Linked DNA regions of Drosophila melanogaster: region 2 is linked to region 1. Evidence: chromatin contacts called from public Hi-C data. All regions are on one chromosome and are shown on one strand. The core of a region is the stretch at or near the end of the contact, and the rest is flanking DNA. Distances in the headings are between cores, read along the strand shown. Region 1 overlaps CG13003. Region 2 overlaps CG45002.

What was found. Hi-C and Micro-C count contacts between places; a contact is called where the count stands out from the background.
Region 2: a contact with region 1 is called in a Hi-C map of the Kc167 cell line, with 1.7 times the contacts expected there. The contact joins two enhancer-like sites. A contact is called at or near these places in 13 of 107 Hi-C or Micro-C datasets (the Kc167 cell line, embryo, eye imaginal disc and 4 more).

The regions. Positions count from the first base shown.
Region 1 is chrX:16,856,620-16,860,957 of dm6, reverse strand. CG13003 reads left to right here. Exons shown (of 6, transcript NM_001169308.3): 3 at 3,099-3,517. Among named protein-coding and RNA genes, the nearest start is that of RSG7, 14 kb to the right of the region's middle. Within about 2 kb of position 1,622, at least 2 of the 39 cell types and tissues checked have an H3K27ac peak or open chromatin away from gene starts, as enhancers often do.
Region 2 is chrX:17,001,899-17,006,131 of dm6, reverse strand. The region is part of intron 2 of CG45002; the gene reads left to right. Among named protein-coding and RNA genes, the nearest start is that of CG43996, 18 kb to the left of the region's middle. Within about 2 kb of position 1,876, at least 5 of the 39 cell types and tissues checked have an H3K27ac peak or open chromatin away from gene starts, as enhancers often do.

The DNA of each region.
Region 1 (4,338 bases), core at 373-2,872:
TGACTTTTGCCCTTCTTTCACTCGATGGATGACAAGGGGCAAGAAGAGGCCAAGGAGAAAAACAAAAAAACAGGCAGCTGAAACTGAAGCTATTGGCCCACTGTGCCGGCTCGGTTCATTAACGCCGCAACACCTTAATTAAGCCGAATTAGTAAAAGCGAACCGCAATTGGCGACCCACAAAAGCGAGATGTGATGCCGCTCATTACTCGCATTTGCATAATGATCGGTGGTTTATTCTAATTTCGGTCTTATGACCAGCGATGGGAACTGAAAGTGAAGTGCTCTTTAATTGCCGTGGATACACCATAATGTTAGCATGGGTAAATAGACTACTTATTCTAATTGTTATTTATCCAGACATCCATACTTGTTGTAAGTAACTTGTGGGATTTCAATACCCCAATTGATGGTAAATTTTTCAATATATGCCACCAGGCACTTTTCCGTTTTTCAATCCACCCACATTAACCTTGAAAGAGAGCGTGTGGCAAACGAAAACCTTGTAACAATCAATCGCCATAAAAACGAGATCAAATCGATCGCAATCGCATTGCGGGCCAAAGATGGGGTATAGTACTCGCACTCAACCAGACAAACGAATCTGCTGTCGAATCATGTTCGAATCACCCGCGGTCGTAATGCCAATGCCTTCCGTTCACAGCTCAGAGGAAAAGAAAAAAAAAAAAACAACTCTATTATTCATGGGGCAAATCGACGGCGAAAATCAAAGCAAACAACGTCGTTGTCGGCGATTAAACAATAAAATAACAATTATTGGTGGCAGATCGGCTGTCCCCGTAATGAATGAATTCGGCGAGTGGATGAGTGCCGCAAATGAGTCAAGTGGCATCCACGACTGCAGCTTCCACGTAGTTGCAGCTTCTGCGAACGGAACTCGTAAATCAAGTGTTTTTTGTCCGCCGATCGGTGTTTGCAGCACTGCAAAAAATGCAATTATACTTACATAAATACAATATTAAGCAAATAAATTCATTGAGTGGCTAAAAAAAATGTATTTGAATGAGTACTTGCACTTTTTTAAATGTAAAATATTTCAAAATTTGATTTATTGCAATGAAAATAAATTATTCAGTCACATATTTTTTATACCTTTTCTTTTACACTTTAAATTTATTATTTATGGGTTTATGCGTCTATAAATGTATTTTATAAATCTTTTTTATATAACGTTTAATGAGTCAAAATTAATAAATCAAGATCATATGGGCATATTAACCTATTCAAATTCGTTTACTCAAGTGGGAAATGGGAAGAAGAAAAAATGAATATTACATAATGTTTCTGATTTTTCTTACTGTGCACTTGTGTTTGGTGCTCGGTGTTTGGTGTCCAATTGTTGCTCTCATGATGATCAACACTTCGAGTTGGTGGCATTAAAACGCTTAGCCATTAATCGGCTTTGGCTGCACTTAATTTTCGGGAGCTTAACGATGGATGGCAAAAACAAATAAAAATTGTATATGCAAGTACTGTTTAATTGAGGAACCGCCGATCATGTGGCAAACGCACATGTTCAATTGCAACATGCCACACAGATGCAAGTATGTTCATCTGAGCAGCAACAGCAACAGATACAGATACAGATACAGAGAGCAGTCGACTCATGGAAATCTTAGGGAAATTGCAAAACACTTACTCAGTTTCAACTTCAACTTCGACTCCGATATCCGGTTGCCTGTGGGTTTTTGTTGCTGCTCGGCGACTTATTAAATCATTTTTGCCGACTTTATTTTGCCTTTTTTTTCTCGTTGCCTGGCATTTTTGTGCCTTGCATACAAAAGCAATGCACGCAGGAAAACACCAATGCGATATATGCACAGAGTGTGGCAGATGCCAGAAATAATATTGCAAAATCTTAATAAACTGAAAAATAATACAAAGGAAATGAGGCAAAGCAAAAGGGAGGAACATTACGTGAGATTGATTGCCCATTTACGAGGAGTAGATATGAAAGCAATGGTAAGCAGTTGATTAACACAGGAAAGTGGATTTTTAAGGCTTGATTGGAATTTTTAATTTAGTTAAATAATACGTTAAGAATACGTAAAACTCTTGCAATTCATTTGATACGTGATATGGAACGATTTGTATATCCTGCTTTCATTTTTTTAGAAATCATCTGGGCAAACAGTATATAGCTTAAAATACAAAAAAAAACAAACTAGTCAGCTAACGCATTAAAATTATACATTGACAAATGAAACAATTAATCCATTTAAGCAATTCAAAAATGTGCTTCAAAGTGCTTCCACCGGCCCGCGGAAAAAGCTAAGTACACTTGAAAGCCAAGTCAAACATGGCCAAGTTGGGCCAAGAGTGTTGGCCAACATTTGACTAATTAACACATCACAGTCAACTGGGTGAGACGACGGTCGGCACTCGATAAATGGGTCAGTCGGCGTTGCTCACACGGTTGGCCTAATGTAATTTTGATGTACTGCAACAAACGAGTGTGGAAAATATGCTTGCTTATTTATCATTTCTCTTCTTAATGCGGCAATTACGTGAAACGGAAGGCAGATGGACACTCATCCAAATGGATGGTGACAGTCTCGCCAGGTGTTGCATCCACACCGAAACAGAAATCCAAACACAAATCGTTGGCCAAACTATGGACTTCCGCCTTTCGCCCGAGGAAATAGTGGAAATCGTAGAACTGAGCTGGCTTCGCTTATAAATCTCCTAATTAAAATAGTAATTACACTTTGGATTGCGTTTTTTTTTGTGCTGCCAGCGGTTTCATTACCATTCTTGTTGTGGATATTAAGCACCAGAGATCGGTAAATCAGCTCCACTTTCAGCGGTTTGAATTGATTGAATTTTGTGGCAATCTGAGCTTACAACTAATTGGATTTAACAACAACGTTTCAGTTATACTGCATTGCTTACATAATATTTCAATTTAAATTAAATTATTCCTACTTTAAGTACGAATATCACCACTTTCGTAAACCCAAACCATTTGCTATTTTTCTACTTTTTTTTGGCCATAATTGATTGTGTTTATCAACAAAGTTTTATATCTATATCTGGTTCTAATTCGATAATAATAAACTTTTCTTTAACCTCTTGCAGTTCATTGATTGGCGGCCAGAACGCCGCGTCATGTTGTTGCTGCCAGCGGAAATATGTCCAGCAGCAACGACAACAACAATAAACAACAACAACAACACCAAAAGTTGCCCAACGAAAAGTAATTTGCGAAAATCATAAAAAAGTAGCGTAAATAACTCCCGGCTCTGCCAGATACCCAAGTGGAGCAAAAAGCACAAAGGCCAAGCGCGAAAATAGCCAGAAAATTGCTGGAAATCTTTTGGTTCACACCGAAACAAGAAACCCCAGAAACGAAAATAATAACATTCAAGAACGACAACTTTAGGAACAAACCAAACGAAGATAAAAAAAAAACACAAACAACAAAAAGAAAAACCAACAGCAAGTGTCGCCGTTTTCTTATGCACAAAAACCATTCTGTGATATCTCAAGACCCAAAGGTGAGTTGCACAAACCAATTTTACCGGCGATTTGAAAAACGCAAAGTTTCCAAAAGGAAATCAATGGTGGAAGTAGAAACACTTGGCCCGCGGAAACGGAAATGCATTAACCTTTGCTTATCAAGGTGGTTAATGGGGGTGGGGGTTTTTTTTTTGCTTAAATTGAAAACTCCAAATTTGAATTTGTATGTATATTAATTGAATGCCAACGTGGCCAACATTTAATCAGCTAATTAATATGAATGCGCAAATAATCACAATCACAACTTCATTATTGGCAGCTAGTAACAAATGATACAAACACCTAATCTCATTAATTTATTACTTCAACTTTCATAGCACAGTCAATCCCATTTTTCACCCATTTTTTTCTGCACTCATAAGTTTCCTGCTTAGATTGTATCTCACTGGTTGTCCCTCGTGCGATGTAATACGCTTTTGATCGGTTCTACTGTCTAGATATATGTATGTAGGTATTGGAATTAGTCGATCATGTTGCGTCCCAACTAAGCGGTGGGTGTAGCTCACCTCAGCTCAATTAAAAACGGGAACCGAAGCACACTGCAAAAAAATAAGGAAGAGTATTGACAATGACAGCACTGAGAAAAATCCAAGTTAATAGTTAATGCATTAAAATGCTTCAGAAGTTTAAGAACTATGTTTCATTATATAAAGTAAAGTAAAGTAAAGCTTATAAGCTTTTCACTATTTAGACAAGCTTGTTAAATAAAAATGGAATTATTTTCGCGGTGTGAAAACCGCATTCTTCGCCTGTCGTTGACAATTAGACAGCGAATTATGCTAACTAAATGTGCGACGGG
Region 2 (4,233 bases), core at 627-3,126, 140 kb before region 1:
ATAAAGTTCCTGTAGTTTTTGGAACAAAATTTTTGACAGCAGCCAAGGAAGTGCTAAAGAAAGAAAAGCTGGGGGTGATGTCCTGGCATGTTGAGTATATCTCCTGCATATTAATTAAAATGTAGCAACGCGGCGTATACGCAATATGCCAGTACAATTGATCGTGGTGTAATCAATCGGATTTAATTTCGCATTGGGAACAGAAAACGTGCTGGGAAATGTAGAAAGCGGAAAATCTGTAAATTTCTATGTTAAGCTGGGAAAGTGCAAAGTAATCTACATTGGATGCAATCACATGTCACTCGGCAATTATCTCCATCTGGCCAACCCTGTCCCACTTTCTCAGCTGTCTTCTCCTATATTTCTCATTTTCCCTGCGATTTTCCCGCGTTTCCCCCGTCAGCCTGCAGCAATCTGATGGAAATCTCCCAGAATCTCTGCACTTGACAGCACCATGTGAACTGTAATGAAAATGGAACTGCGACTCTCAAACGGAGTTCAACGCAGAAGCCAATGAAGCGGACTTAGGGTAATAAGTTAGGATCTGTTAAATTTCAGAATAAGCGCAGCTGTGCAATAAATGATTTCATAGTTTCATAGGTTTCATAGGTTTTAGAAAAAAGTCCAAATCTATATACATTTTCTCCAGTGTATGTCCAGACCAACTGAATCTAAGTTTAGTTGGGGCTAAGTGACACTGTGACGGGATAAGACGTGTTTAATTGAGGCTAACTCGGGGGCAGGAAAGTACAGGAAATTCACTTGCAATGCCGGCCACGCCCCTTTCACTCACTTCCTGCAAGCGGATGGCACGAAATGCGCCCCGATTTGTCGCAGTGCCCTTGGCAGCTGTTGTCCTGCTGATGCTAGTGCTATGCATTCCACACGAGCACAACAATGTGATTAAAATGCAATTTGCTGCCATTTACTTTGAGCATAAGGCGAGCAAAATGTTCAAAAGCTGCTCTCTGAGCTGGAGTTTGCTGCTGTTGATGGTGATTGTGATGTGCATGTGGATGTGGATGTGGATGAGGATGTCGAGTTGGAATCCCGACCAGGAGCTAACTTGTATGACCTTTTGGGCGCTTGTGTGCGAATGCGAGGGCTGCATTCATTTCCGTTTTAAGCAGAGCAAAATAATAAAATTTTATTATGCACTTGCCGCCTGCCTTGAATGGCCACGATGATGATGATGATGATGGCAATGGGATCGCGATGATGATGATGGAGCCCAAAGAGCAGCAGGATGTCAGCATGTGTGTGTGCGTAATTTATGGCAAAGGACCTGCTCACATTCACACTCACAACAAGTGCCAAACAAGTGCCTTGTTGGGCATTCAAATTACAAACAACACAAGGTCCATATAAATTTTTTGTTATGGAATTTGAAACCATAAATATCAAGGAAAAATGTCCAGCACTTGCGAAAATTATTTTTAATCAGCTTTCAGTTGATTTTATGCAGATATCTTCGTCACAAATTCCTGAAAAGACTGTATTTATGTACTTAAAAATTTTAGCTTATTGACTTAGGGTTTGAATTCATCAGTTTCTAAAAGACAGTTGTGAATGATGGGCATTCAGATGATTTTATTATTTCTTTAAATATTTTACATGGATTTTTATGTGTCTTCCGTTTCCCGTTTCTTATTCTCTTTTGTAAATGATTGATGCTTGATTTATGTATTCCGCACTTTATTTCTGTCTGGAGCTGCACTTAAAAGCCACATCGAAAATCGCTGGCAAGTGCAACACAATTTGTGAAGTATGTTGAGTTGCCAACGGATTTGAGTGCCACCCCCCCGACCAACAGGACCTTGCAGGACTACGATAGACGTGTGTGTGTGTGTGTGTGTAGGAAATAGTGAGTGAGTGAGTGTGCAAGGGGATGTGCGATGTGCCGCTTCGTTAGTCTGACAGCTTTTCGTTTCGATTCGCTTGGCTGCCTGAGAGATGTGCATATCGAATGGGGCCAGAAGATCCCTGCATATGCGGTTATCCTAGCTCTTTAGGCTTTAATTAATCCAGTCAAATATTTACACAACCCATGAAATCGAACCGCAAACAATATTCCTGCTCGAGAGAGCAAATGAATCCAATCAAATGAAGTGCAATTAAATAAATACGAAATTTAAAAATTGTTGCTTTTAGTTTTTGTCTTACCAAATATTGCATTTAATGAACTAAGCCGCTACCAAAATATTTTAATGAATATACCATTGATTAAATATCACCGAGATAGACCTAATTTATCCCAGTGTTGGTCTAGTTATTTATGCAAATAAAGCATATCGAGCACAATTTGCATTCCAGTTTCATTCAAGTTCGCGTTCGCAGCTGATATTTTGTTAGTGCTGTTTCATACCATCAAATGCTAGCTAGCTGAAACTTTCAACATCAAGCCAAAAACTTTTGAGTTGATGTGGCTGCTATTACCTATCAAGAGGAAAGTTTTTTTTTTTTAGCTGATGAGTAGCGAGGAGAACGTAAACAGAATGCTGACGTATGCGCAATATTATCGCGCATACGCCATGTGGCCCCTTTGCCAGCGTGCGGGGATACGACACATGCGACACATGTCAGCGATGAGCTGTCAATGCAAGGCTGCAATTGAATTAATTGGACGCTAATTGAAAGGGGAGCCGTGCCGAGGCGAAAGCCAAAACTAAGCCCCACAACTTGACACTTGCCAAGGCCAAATGGTGAATATTTAATGTAGCGCATCGATATGAGAAATGGTTGGTAAATCAAGGACTCTCCCGGCTGTAAAATCCGCAGCAGGAGCACTGACAGCTTGCCTTGGGCAAACACTCGAGTTGCCTCGATGGAGCTCTTATCAAAAAAGCAAGCGCCAACCGACTTGGCACCACAGTCACAGCCCCTTTCAGCCATCGGGATTCAATGCAAACAGAACAAATAGAAGTCGAGTCGAGTCGAGTTGAATACTTGCCACAGCAAGCCCAAAAATAAATATAATCGACAGGCGAAAGCACTGGGCATTGGTATTCTGAATATTTAAACACTCTTAACTGCAGAAATTATATTGTACAACGAAGTATTACTAAAAAGCTTATAAGAACACAGAACTTGCAGCATATTTGTAAACTAATACAAATTATTACAGGGTTTTGAAATATATTCTAGTTGTTAATAACAACTGGTGGATTTCAGTACTCATCTAAAATTTAAAATATATTTCCACTCAAATTTTATTTAAAGTCTAAGTTCCTTTTTAAATCGTAGCCTCTTATTTGAATTAAGATGCTTCCCCTGAAGGGCATAGAAATATCCACGATTATGTATACTCGGTGGATACAATTGCGTCGCTCTGGCGCTTTCTTGGGAAGTAACCAAGAAGTATGCATCGGATTTCAGTGATATCTATATGCGATAGCATCCCAGAAAGGAATTGCTTTGCTGGAGGATTGCCACCGAGGTCAATGGAGTGAAATTGCAGCAACTGTTGAGCTGCTGAGCCAGATGATGGCCGCTCCATCGAGGACGACAGAATCAATTCCCTGATTTACAGAAGGGGTTTTTCTCGAGGAAACCATAAATCAGGGATGCTTTCATCTTTCCGTTAAGCCATTACAAATGCACTTTGACACTTTCGCCTTTATTTTGTTACATTTTATCTGGCTCCTGATTCTCCCGCCTCACCTTTGTGGCCCCCGGCGAAAATCAAGCAACAAATCAAAGTATACCTTCTTGAAACGATAAAAACAAGAAAAATATATTGTATTCGGGTGGGGCCATATCCCAATCCACACAAGGAGATGCCATTTGATAAACATTATTGAACATGTCCGACAATTTTTCAACAACAATCGCAGCGTTCCCGGGCATTTGATGGATACAAAAACGATTTAAGGGGGATATAAATGACAAGGCAATTCTTTTTTGGCAGCTGCAAAAGTGATTGATTTTCAACCAGGGCGGGAAAACGACAACTCTGCGAAAATAAGAAAGTGCGGAAGCTTGGAAAAGTGGGCGGCGATTGCCCACCGGGCGTGGCACCCACGGACAGTTCGTGCACATTTAATTGCAGCCGGCGGAAATCGCACAAGCGAAAACACACATTTCACATCTGTGGGCGCCAATCAATTGATTTCCGCTCATGTTCAAATTCATGCTCATTGCCGCCGTTTTCCAAAGGATGGAGTCAACAAAAAAGCAAGTCTTTAAGTTTTTAACCTGGCCAACTCCATTTTCTCTATTTGCCAGAAAATTAAG